4 separate regions of the Sus scrofa genome follow, and regions 1, 2 and 4 are each linked to region 3. A link is a contact called in public Hi-C data. All regions are on one chromosome and are shown on one strand. Each heading gives the region's core, a stretch centred on a gene start, on an enhancer-like site or on the middle of the called end of the contact. The rest is flanking DNA. Distances are from core to core; before and after follow the strand shown.

Region 1 (2,700 bases), core at 61-2,560, 210 kb before region 3:
GAACATTTTTGTCTTCTTTCTTCATAATACCAAGTGGTTAATGCATGGCATTTTACAAGAGGGAATACTTTATGAGGCTGATAATGCTGCCAGCTATGTCTTCTTAATAATGTCATTGTTTCAAAGCTATAGGAGCTACCCAGAATGTTGTTAAGGGATGAGAAAGGAAGATTCAGCAGACAGGATATACTAGTAAATGGGAAAAAAAAGACATTTTATACCCGTACTCTACTGAGTTCAGGCTGTTGAGAATGGATATTACGTATGCTTCAAAAATATATGTAATACCCATAGCTTACCTGGACAGCTCTGCATCCTTTTCAAATATGCAGAAAGCATTATGGGATAATGTTGTCAGGAACCAAAGAGCATATTTAAAATCCATCATTATTGCATGTCCAGGGGATAAAATTAAGAAAACATGGGTCAATGAAAAGGGCAACCCCCTTATTTCTCTTGATTTTTCTTTTTTGCCACAGTAGATATCTTGGCATCTGACCTGCCAGAATGAAGATTGGAATGTGTGATTCCAAGCCAGGTAGGTCACTTTTGCATTAAGAAATTCCAACTGATAAAGCTAATCAAACAGTTAATAGTTAATTAATGCCTTCCATGATACATACCATGGGGATTAGAAGTACATAAAAATGGTCCCTACTTTCAAGGAAGTTACAATAAATGTATACTCGTCAAAGATAAAACAGTGTACAACAAGTAGCAAATGGTTAGAAGTGACTGGTAAAGTGCCATACGAATTTAGATTACCTAGATACCCTTTTGCAGTGGTCATCAGATCAGAAAAGTTGAAGAATGAGTAAGGATAAAATGAGCAGAGACTAAAGGGTGTTCTTTGAGCAAATAGGCAGAGATCTGGGTAGTTTGGAAGCCACCTTTGGAGGCATTGATTCCTTTCCAAACAAATTGTGCATCAGCCTACTTTTCTATGCAAGTACTGGAAAACTGAACTGAAACCAGTCTAAAAAATCAAAGACATTTATTTATTGGCTTATGTAGCTGAAGGTAACTAGAGGTAAAGTGGGCTTCAAGGGGGCATTGATTAGAGCTGTAGCCCTAGTTCTCTGTGATCCTCATAGCCTTTTCTTTACCTGCAGCCTAGTGCTCTTCTTAGTTGCAAGAATGATTCCCCCAGTGTATGAGTTATCTATTGCTGCATAACAAATTACCCCCCAAACTTTAGCAAATTAGGAAATAAGCATTTATTGTCTCAGTTTCTGTATGACAGAAGTCCAGGCAAGGCTTAGCTGAGTAACTCTGTTTCAGAGTCTCTCACAATGTGGCAATCAAGATATCAGCTGGGCTGTGGTCATCTGTGACTCCACTGGGGCTGGAGGATTTGCTTTCAAGTACATTCATGTGACTGTTGCCTGGAGGCTTTGGTTCCTTGTCATATGGGCTTTTGTTTAGGTTTCTTTTAACACGGCAGTTGGCTTCTTCCAGAGACAGTAATATGAGAGAGAGAGTGAGAAAGAGAGAGAACTCTGTGTGTTACTATGTAATCTCAGAAGTGACATACCATCATTTTCACCCTATTGGTCATACAGACCAACCCTGGCACACTGTGAGAGAGGGGTTATATTAAGATGTGACTGTCAGGAGGCTATCGTTGCATACCATCATCACTTCCACCCTATTGGTCATACAGACCAACCCTGGTACATTGTGAGAGAGGCTATCAGGAGACTAGAATCATTGGGGGCCATCTTAAAGTCTGGCCTACCATGTCTGGCCTATGTGATTCCTTGTTCATATCCAAAAAAGAGGGTAGTTTCTTTTAGCCTTTGAACAAAAATTGTTGGATTTGCTCTGTTTGTGCCATCCTTAACTCAGTCACAGTAGCTGTTATTCTAATGACTTAGGTCTGGGTTACTGAGCCAATGTTGGTTTCAAGGGGGGTAGGATGACGATGATTGGTTTAGACAAACTAATGTCCACCTAGAGCTGGAGATGTGGTTTATGGCCACTCAGACAGCATGGTTTTTCTACAAGAGGAGTGGATAATAAGTTGAGGAGGTATCCCAAAGTCCTCTGCAATCTATTTCTGGCTCAGCATCCATACATATCCTTTTTCCTACCCATACATTGTTATGTGCATTTACAAACTTTTAGGGAAGATAATCCAAGTCTAATTCAGGCTCTAAGTCCAGGATCTCTGGGTGTTGTCCCTTCCTCTCCATCAGGTGTAGAACCAACTCTTCACAGCCAAATGATCTAAGAGGTCCGCTTCCACCACAATCAATATGGAATCAGGGAAAATTACAGGATAATTTCAATAAAACTCCTATTGGAGGAATTCCCAGCATGGCTCAGTGGAAACAAATCTGACTAGTAACCGTGAGGATGCAAGTTTGATCCCTGGCCTTGCCTAGTGGATTAAGGATCTAGCGTTGCTGTGAGCTGAGGTATAGCTTAGATCTGGCATTGCTGTGGCTGTGGTGTAGGCCAGTGGCTACATCTTTGGTTTGACCCCTAGTCTGGGAACCTTTGTATGATGCAGGTATGGCCCTAAAAAGACAAACAAAACAACACAAAACTGTTATTGGAGAGAGTGGTTAGAATACAATACATGGTTTTCCCTGGTCCACAGCACACATCACACTCCACTGGATAGGAATTTTAAGTTCTCCTTGCCCTGGTTGGAAGAGAGTCTGGGCAGAGAGGGTAGGAAGTGAGGTCCCTGGC
Region 2 (2,700 bases), core at 194-2,693, 140 kb before region 3:
ACATGGCATGTGAAATCTTTGTTGATGAGGTGTGAGCTGAGGCCTAGGATGTTCAACTAACACCACATATATCTCTGGTTCACTGAAGACACTGTAAGGATAAATGTTTTGAGGCAGAGGTGTGTATCTTTAAATTGTATTATTTCTGTCTAGAAGAATAAAGCACTAATTAACATGAACAATCACATTATCTGATTTGAAGTAAACATTGATAAGTAGCCTTAGGTCTGAGTGGGTAAAAATATCAAGTGATTCTTTCTGTCTCTAGGTTACGGTCTTTTACACTTTTAAAAATGTGACTCCTGAAGTTCCCTTCATGGCTCAGTGGTTAATGAATCCAACTAGGAACCATGAGGTTGCGGGTTCAACCCCTGGCCTCGCTCAGTGGGTTAAGGATCCAGCATTGCCGTGAGCTGTGGTGTAGGTCGCAGACGTGGCTTGAATCCTGTGTTGCTGTGGCTCTGGCGTAGACCGGTGGCTACAGCTCTGATTAGACCCCTCGCCTGGAACCTCCATATGCCGTGGGTGTGGCCCTGGAATAGACACACACATACAAAAAAAGTGACTCCTTATGGCTAAGTTATTGCTTACCTGATGTGTTTTATTTCTAGTTTGTTGCTAAAAATCTCCTAATTGTTAACTTAGCTTAAGCTATGAGGACTTTGACCCTAAGTTAAAATTCAGGTGATATCCTTGGGAGAGGTAAGAACATCATAAGTCATTTGCTTATTAGCGTGGGGATATTGCAGCACATATAGGATGACTAGTTAAATTTGAATTTCAAATGAACAATGAGTAATTTAAATATATGTATGTCTCAAATGTGGCATGAGACATAGTTACTCTAAAAAATAATTATTTGTTATTTATGTGAAGTTCATATTTAACTGGATGTCCTGTATTTTTATTTGCTAAGACTGTTGTGATTGAGCTGATCAAATTACTTCTTGCAAATGCATCTCCTAAGATGGACAGTGGGTGAAGAAAACATGAGGGTAATGGATTCCCAAGAGGAATAAAGATGAGCAAGTTGGGCTCCATACAGAAATGAAGAAGGAAAACTAAAAACAAACAGGCAGTAAACTGGTCCTGGTTATCACTGACCATTCCCTAGGCATGCAAATAAAGTCCTAATGTGAAGATAAAGTTCTCTTCCTTCCCTGCAAATGTAGCCACTTTCCTAAAGCATTTGGATCTGGTCCCAGTGCAGCCTTCCGTTGCCCAGGCTGGACAAGCCAAGCTTCGAGGTAAGTGGAAGAGATGAGCAGCGCAGGCACTGGATACCTTGGAGCCTTGTAATCTCGCTTGCACAACCTCCAGATTGCATGGTTCTTGGCTTCAGTGCAGCTGGGCACAATTTCAATGCACATCTATGGAGACCATGTCACAACAACAAAACAAACCAATGTAGCTGTGAGTTACATTAACAGCTTGAAAAAACAAGTCAACAGACTTGAAGACTGCTCTGGGAGCCCCTCCCAGGGAGTCAGCCTTTGGCAGAAAGGGATTTACTGTGCCTCCTTTTGGACATTTTTTTTTTTTTTTTTTTTAGCTAAGATTATTCTATATGATCTGCAGCTTGTCCCTTTCAAAGAGTGAGTTTGTTTTGACAGAATCCTTATTTGCTTTATTGTTGATCAGCACTAGATCTTCCCGAGGTACAGAGTGTCCTGTATTACATCCAAGTGTCTTGTCTTAAGAGATGGTGTCCCTGCTATAGATTTCACACTTGTGAATGGTACATCCTTTCTTAAGCCTTACACTTGTTTGTAAAAAATAACATAGAACCAGAATTTTAAAATCTTGTGACAATTTAGTCATTGGCTTTTTGCAAACCACTGGTGAGGAAGTTTACACACCTTGTAGCAATGTCTCATGACAATTCTGAAATAATTTGTTGGAGACATCTTGCTCCTTATGGAGATACATTAGAACCTGTAAACTAAGGCTGGTAGAACCTTCTTCATCACTAACTAGAAACAAACAGGCCTCTTAATGTTAGTGGGTCAGGCCCAGGACTATATGTGGATTGCAGTCTTGCCAATATCAGGAACCTCCTGTGCTCATATATTTTTTTATTTCTGATTTTTATGAAAAGTTTGATTTATGTGCCACTAACATCAGGGTATGTGGGTGAACACACTGTGAGGAAGCTGATGAAGAGAAGGAAAGTTAAACATTTTGGAAGAGGTCTTAGCTGTTCAATGTGATTACTTAAAAAAAACCCCAAATATATAAGGTATGCTTTATTTTGCATTTTGAATCTTTTCATCTGATCTTCATTATCCTTTGGATGATCATATATTACCTCAAAAATTTAGTTCCCTACACATAGAATACATTATAACAACTCTAATTTTTGTCTTGTTTAGTAACTTTAAACTTGTGTTTATGAGAGAACAACAACAAAAACAGCAAAGCCATCTTCATTTTCCTAATTTTTTTTAGTTATCTTTTTTTTTTTTTTTTTTAAGCCAAGTCTCTTCTGACTCATATCCTGGGATATCTCAATTTGAGCATGTTTCCAGATTTAAAAAAAAATAGTATTTTGCCTAATTATTCTTTTTCCTGTTATTCATTCCCAACCCCTGTTCCCACATATCCTCCCTTTTCTGAACCATCTTTCCTATTTCTCTACATTTTTTTGTAGAGAGATACAACATTCTTTGCTCTTTTGTCACAGAATTTTCATGAAGTTCT
Region 3 (2,700 bases), core at 180-2,679:
TGCTTGGAGTGTCCCAAGAAATTTAATGTCTTACCATTGCAGGAGGGGCCCCTTACGTGGAGACTGGTAAAGCCCCTATCAGATGAGCCTTTCAAAATACTCCAGAATCCTACATATCTCTTCTTTAAGAGGCTACATTTTTATTCTTTAGCTGGTTTGTCTTGTGGTGCTCCTTGTCCAATAGCCATGATCCTCTTGGAGAGCTAATGCATTTTGACATTCTGAGACTCTCCCAGACACTCTGAGCCCATGAGTTTGATCAGACTTTTGATAGAAGTTATATATTCCCATTCTCTCTGTTTTCTTACCACCCATTCTGTCAGGGATTCTGGTACCTGAAGGAGTCTATCTCATGGCTAGTCTGCAGCATTGTGACAGGTCTACCCTGTGGGTTCCCAGATTCCTCTATTGTGCTATCAAAAGGGAGCTGCAGAAGTTCACACAATCACAGGATTGGAAGGGAGCCTACTGGTCATTGAATGCTTGAGTCACCCCTGCAAAATCACTGCCAAGTAATTATCTTGCCTGACGGGAAACTTATTACCTCCCAAGGCGGTTCATTCTAATTCAGCCTGTTCCCACTGGTGGGAAATTCTTTCTCATACCTATTCAGTGTTGATGTGTTTCCCGTATTGAATAAAACAGAATTCCTATTAATTAGCCCTCCCACCCCCCAGAGTCTTTCCAGTGTTGACTTAATGCCTTTGGGGAGGAAAACTTATTTGCATTTACAGAACTTGGTGGATGCTGCCCTGTGAAATTCAGAATGCAGCCTTACATCATCAACAGACCTGTAGTGGGCATTTAATATAAAACACTTGTCAAACTAAACTGAATTATTCTCTGAAGAAAGAAGAAATGACTAGAAATATAGTGCTTATAGCATGCGTCATTCTTTTGGCAGCTACTGCCCTGGGTCTTAGTTACTTTATATGCGTGAGTCTTGCCTATACAGCTAGTTGTTAAGCTCCTCAGGGTGTAGACTTGTCTAGTATCTGCATTTCCTAACAAGCTTTACTCATGACCTTGCATTTACAGGATCACTGGTGTTTTGCAAGAAAGTGAAAGCATAAGAATCGCTTCTTCTGTCACTGAATTGTTTTTGTTTTTTGCTCCAGATGATGAGTGGTGGCAGTGGTAGTGGGGGGTGTGTGTGTGTGCGCGCGCATGCGCGTGCTCACGTGTGCACATGCACACATGGGCGTTTGCATGAGCCAGGGCCAATTCTGTCTTATTGAAGGTTTTAGAACTAATCTCCCAAAAGAAACTAGTTTTCCCAGGCCAGACTGCAAAAACCTATCCCTTTTTGTGTGACAATGCTGCAGCATTGGCAGAGCCACATCAGGGGTTAAATTGACGCCTGGGTGTTGGTCTGGCAGCCTCACAATCACATACCAGGAACACCCTTTTCCACTCATCTGCCTGGTGCATACTTCCTCATTCTTCAGGCCTCAGCAGGAATGTGTCTTTTTGGAACCTTCCTGATCCACCCAGGCAGAGAGATCACCTCTTCTTTTTTATCCATGCTGTAAGGTGGACAGTCCTCTATTTTAATACATGCGATATTGCATATATATTATTTGCATCTGCCACTATCTCCTTTGTTATTCTGTGAGTTCCTGGAGGATAGAGACTGAGTCTAATTTCTCTTTGTTTCCCTTGTGCCAAAAACAATGACCAGCGCAAAGCAGGGAGATATTCAATGAATATTTTGGAAGGAATGACTATTAAAATAGATGAGTTGTTTGTGATGGCTTGGGAAACGCATTCCCAAGTGCTAGAGGACCTATTTACAAACAAACTTTTGGAACATAACAATTTTTTGTTTTGTAGACGGGGATTACTTGCACTGTTTTCTTTTTTATTCTTTTTTTTGGGGGGGGGTGTCTTTTTAGGGCCTCACCTGCAGCATATGAAGGTTCCCAGCCTGGGTGTTGAATCAGAGCTGTAGCTGCTAGCTACACCACAGCCACAGCAATGCAGGATCTGAGCCATGTCTGCAACCTACACCACAGCTCACGGCAATGCCTGATCCTTAACGCACTGAGCAAGGCCAGGGATCGAACCTGTGTCCTTGTGGATGCTAGTCAGATTCATTTCCATTGAGCCATGGCAGGAACTCCACTTGCACTGATTTGTATGCTCACAGGGCTCTGCTGAATGGTATCCTTTCAGTTAACCACAGTGAGGGGAGTAACCTTTGGATAAGCCATGAGCTGGAATAGAAACAAAGTGGGCCCCCCTCTGAAGATACAGACCCACCCACTGTAGATGTCCTGTGGAAAACAGAGTGGCAAGTAGGATATGATATCCACTGGGTATGGCAACCAAGAACACATCAGGCAAGCAGCTGGCTTTATGGAGTCTAAAGAAAGGAGAAGTCTACAAAGTGGTTGAATATACAGTTGACCCTTGAACAACATGGGTTTGAAGTGTGTAAGTCCATTTATTTGCAGATTTTTTTTCAGTACCAAATAGTACTGCAATGCTACATAATCCCAGGTTTGTCTGAATATGTGGATTCAGAGTTGGAGACACAGTGAGGGGCAGGGGAGGGGGTGACTATAAAGTTACATGTGAGTTTTGGACTGTGTGGAGGGTCAGTGCCCCTAACATTTCTGTATTGCTCAAACTTAAGGGAACACTGGGCTTTTATCATTCACTGGTTTTTAAAAATATTTATTGAATATTGCCATAGAC
Region 4 (2,700 bases), core at 119-2,618, 180 kb before region 3:
TATGTGAGAATCCTTTGATAATTTTTGCTTCTGTTACAAATAGATAAACAAATAAACAAGACATTATTTTTCTATTTAACAAAATGATTCAGGCCATTTTACTTTGTTTCTTGGTTATTCTGAGTGTAGTCTCTTTCCTCAGCTGCAGAAGGAGTCTACAACAAGACTCCCATAATTGTGGTGTTTGAGAGACATTTTTCTGTAAGAGTTAAGCTTATATTCTGATAAACCCATTGAAAATTGAAAATATCTTAAATTGAAAGGCATTTAGTACACCTAACATGGAACATCATAGCTTAGCCTAGCTCATCTTAAACATTCTCAGAACACTTAAGTTAGCTTACTGTTGGGCAAAACCATCTAATCATCTAACATAAAGTCTATCTTATAATATTTTATATAATATGTATATGTATTTCCACAGGTTAAAAAAGAAGCTGAAAGATAAAATATAGCAGGAAAGAACTGAGCTCAAAATAAGGTTGAGTTTCTTGAATGCTGAGATTGTTAAGGGATTTAGCATTGATCGAGTATCCACAATGTTTCTTTATGTATATTATCTTATTTAATTCTGCTAACTACCACATGAGGGGAGTATTCTACTCCTTATTCTATAGATAAATTGGGGACTCAGAAAATTAGAAGTATTTAAGGTGACTGAGAGTAGGAAAGCCAGGATTCCATACCAAGGCTGTTTTTATCCAAGATTTATGCTCTTTTTAGTGCAATAGCTAGGATGGTTTCTGAGGTTTTTGTCCCTTGAAAGTCTTTATATTCTTATTCACAGTAGTCCAGGATCATTTAAGTGAAACCTGGAGGTGAGAATAATGGAGAGAGAACTCTCCTAGGTATCAGGAGTTCTGAAATCTAGAGCTGGCTCTAGTTTCCACATGTGATGGTAAATATATGGCTTGGCCTGCACTTTGTCAGTTGTAAAACACTATTTACAGTCAAGATACTATTACTGAATAAGAAAATGTCAGCCGTGGTATCTCTTGGGCTAGAACAATACACTTTAGGATTTTCCCACTATCACTTACTTTACTTAATCTTCTACTGTTGGTCTAGAGTGATTACTATTAAAATTCACAATTACATGAATGAAGAAGTCAAGGATTCTCAACATATCTCATGTCTGCTGCCTTACTTAGAGTGCCATGAAACCAGTAGAACAAACAAAGAATGTAAATTGATCCTGTCTTGTGTCAGAAAAGCAAAAAAATCATATCTCAATCAAAATTCAATCCAGGACCATAGGTTGTGTTGCAGGTCCTTATGAAATTATCTGCTTTGGTGCTACTTTTGGGCAAAGTTTCATGCCTCCTTTATGAATAAAGCAACAGAGGCTGAGAGATTATGTGACTTGTCCAAGGTTGTAGAGGGTTCCCACAGCGAAGGAGAGAGCAGATCCACCTTTGAGTGCAATGATCTTCCTACTACAAAACACCAAAGCAAGTCCTGGCCTCATTTCTATGGGATCCCTTAGTTTTGCACAACCAAGGAATGATTTCCACCTCACTTCCCAAATCAACTACTTTGTGGAATCAAAAATGATAACTGAGACTCTCAGAAGTAAAAAATCTGATATAATAGTTCCCTCTAACAGATGCTAAAACATCTGCATTGCATCTGCTGGCCCCAACACCACATACAGAACACTTGGATAAATCTTCTGGTTTCAGAACCAAGTTGTTCATTGATCCCTTTTCAACAAACTTCCTTCAGCAGCCACTATGTTCACTTCAAGTGTTTAAAACCTGCTGTCTTATTGATTAAAAAAAAATGTGAAAAATATTGCAAGTCTCTGATTATACTTTGTACATTTATCTCCACTCCAACCTTTAACGTTGCTCTTTGCTGGAATGGCCCTCATCACTACAAATTCTTAACAGCCGTTTGCTAGGGAAGCTGTGGAGAGGATCCATGCATCAGTTAAGACTGAGATGAATTTTGGACTCTCTCAGTCCCATGAAGCTATGATTTTGTGATGTCAACATGTGTCAGTTGAGAGAAGCAGAGAACCACTTGCCAGTGATAATGATCAATGTAGACAGCCACTTGGAATTAGTGCTTGGTTTTATTTATTTTTTTCTTAAATGGGCCTCATTTTAAAAATGTCTCATAAATTTCAAGGGGCATTGTATCTTCAAGTGTTATTGGCACAGATGCCTGAGGGATGATAGGAAGGAATAAATTTGTCAGCTTCACTGCTTGGCTCCAACTGTTGCCACCCTTGTTTTTTCATCATCTTCATGGTCTGATAAGTGTTTTATAATTTGGTTATATCAAACTTTTCCTTCAGAGAGCCAGATAGTAAATATTTCAGGTTTTCTGGGTCCTATGTTGCAAATTCTTCTTTTCCTTCTCCTCCTCCTTTGTCCTCCTTAATTCTCTAAAACTATAAAAGCCATTCTTAGCTTGTAGACAGTATAAAATCAGGCTGAGGTCCAGCTGCCCATAGATACCAAACTCCTGGGCTATACCATACTATTTTTTTTTAAACAGTCCCCTATTAATAGGCAGGTTGTTTGCATTTTTTACTATTTCAAACAATGTTAGTTAAAAATTCTACTCACATCTCTGTTCACCTATATTAATAGAATACTGTAAGTGAAATCAATCATTAAAGTGTATTTGCATTTAACATTGGGACAGATGTTGCCAAATTACCCTCTGCAAAGATTGTACCATTTACACTTC

Evidence for each region. A called contact is a pair of places that touch in the nucleus more often than the background predicts.
Region 1: a contact with region 3 is called in a Hi-C map of omental adipose tissue, with 2.2 times the contacts expected there. The contact joins two enhancer-like sites. A contact is called at or near these places in 1 of 5 promoter capture datasets (liver), 20 of 47 Hi-C or Micro-C datasets (brain, embryonic fibroblasts, epiblast stem cells and 13 more) and 1 of 2 datasets of contacts at active chromatin or transcription factors (skeletal muscle).
Region 2: a Hi-C map of omental adipose tissue shows a contact between it and region 3, with 1.6 times the contacts expected there. The contact joins two enhancer-like sites. A contact is called at or near these places in 2 of 47 Hi-C or Micro-C datasets (heart right ventricle and omental adipose tissue).
Region 4: a Hi-C map of omental adipose tissue shows a contact between it and region 3, with 1.8 times the contacts expected there. The contact joins two enhancer-like sites. A contact is called at or near these places in 9 of 47 Hi-C or Micro-C datasets (alveolar macrophages, brain, embryonic fibroblasts and 4 more) and 1 of 2 datasets of contacts at active chromatin or transcription factors (skeletal muscle).

What each region holds. Positions count from the first base shown.
Region 1 is chr3:85,568,556-85,571,255 of Sscrofa11.1, reverse strand. It overlaps CCDC85A (coiled-coil domain-containing protein 85A), which reads left to right. Exons shown (of 18, transcript XR_002342946.1): 9 at 480-538. Among named protein-coding and RNA genes, the nearest start is that of PNPT1, 26 kb to the left of the region's middle. Within about 2 kb of position 1,310, at least 2 of the 83 cell types and tissues checked have an H3K27ac peak or open chromatin away from gene starts, as enhancers often do. A contact at or near this core is called in omental adipose tissue, where this site is marked.
Region 2 is chr3:85,500,649-85,503,348 of Sscrofa11.1, reverse strand. The region is part of intron 9 of CCDC85A (coiled-coil domain-containing protein 85A); the gene reads left to right. Among named protein-coding and RNA genes, the nearest start is that of PNPT1, 93 kb to the left of the region's middle. Within about 2 kb of position 1,443, at least 9 of the 83 cell types and tissues checked have an H3K27ac peak or open chromatin away from gene starts, as enhancers often do. A contact at or near this core is called in omental adipose tissue, where this site is marked.
Region 3 is chr3:85,363,495-85,366,194 of Sscrofa11.1, reverse strand. All of the region lies in intron 10 of CCDC85A (coiled-coil domain-containing protein 85A), which reads left to right. Among named protein-coding and RNA genes, the nearest start is that of MIR217-1, 24 kb to the right of the region's middle. Within about 2 kb of position 1,429, at least 9 of the 83 cell types and tissues checked have an H3K27ac peak or open chromatin away from gene starts, as enhancers often do. A contact at or near this core is called in omental adipose tissue, where this site is marked.
Region 4 is chr3:85,543,094-85,545,793 of Sscrofa11.1, reverse strand. All of the region lies in intron 9 of CCDC85A (coiled-coil domain-containing protein 85A), which reads left to right. Among named protein-coding and RNA genes, the nearest start is that of PNPT1, 51 kb to the left of the region's middle. Within about 2 kb of position 1,368, at least 1 of the 83 cell types and tissues checked has an H3K27ac peak or open chromatin away from gene starts, as enhancers often do. A contact at or near this core is called in omental adipose tissue, where this site is marked.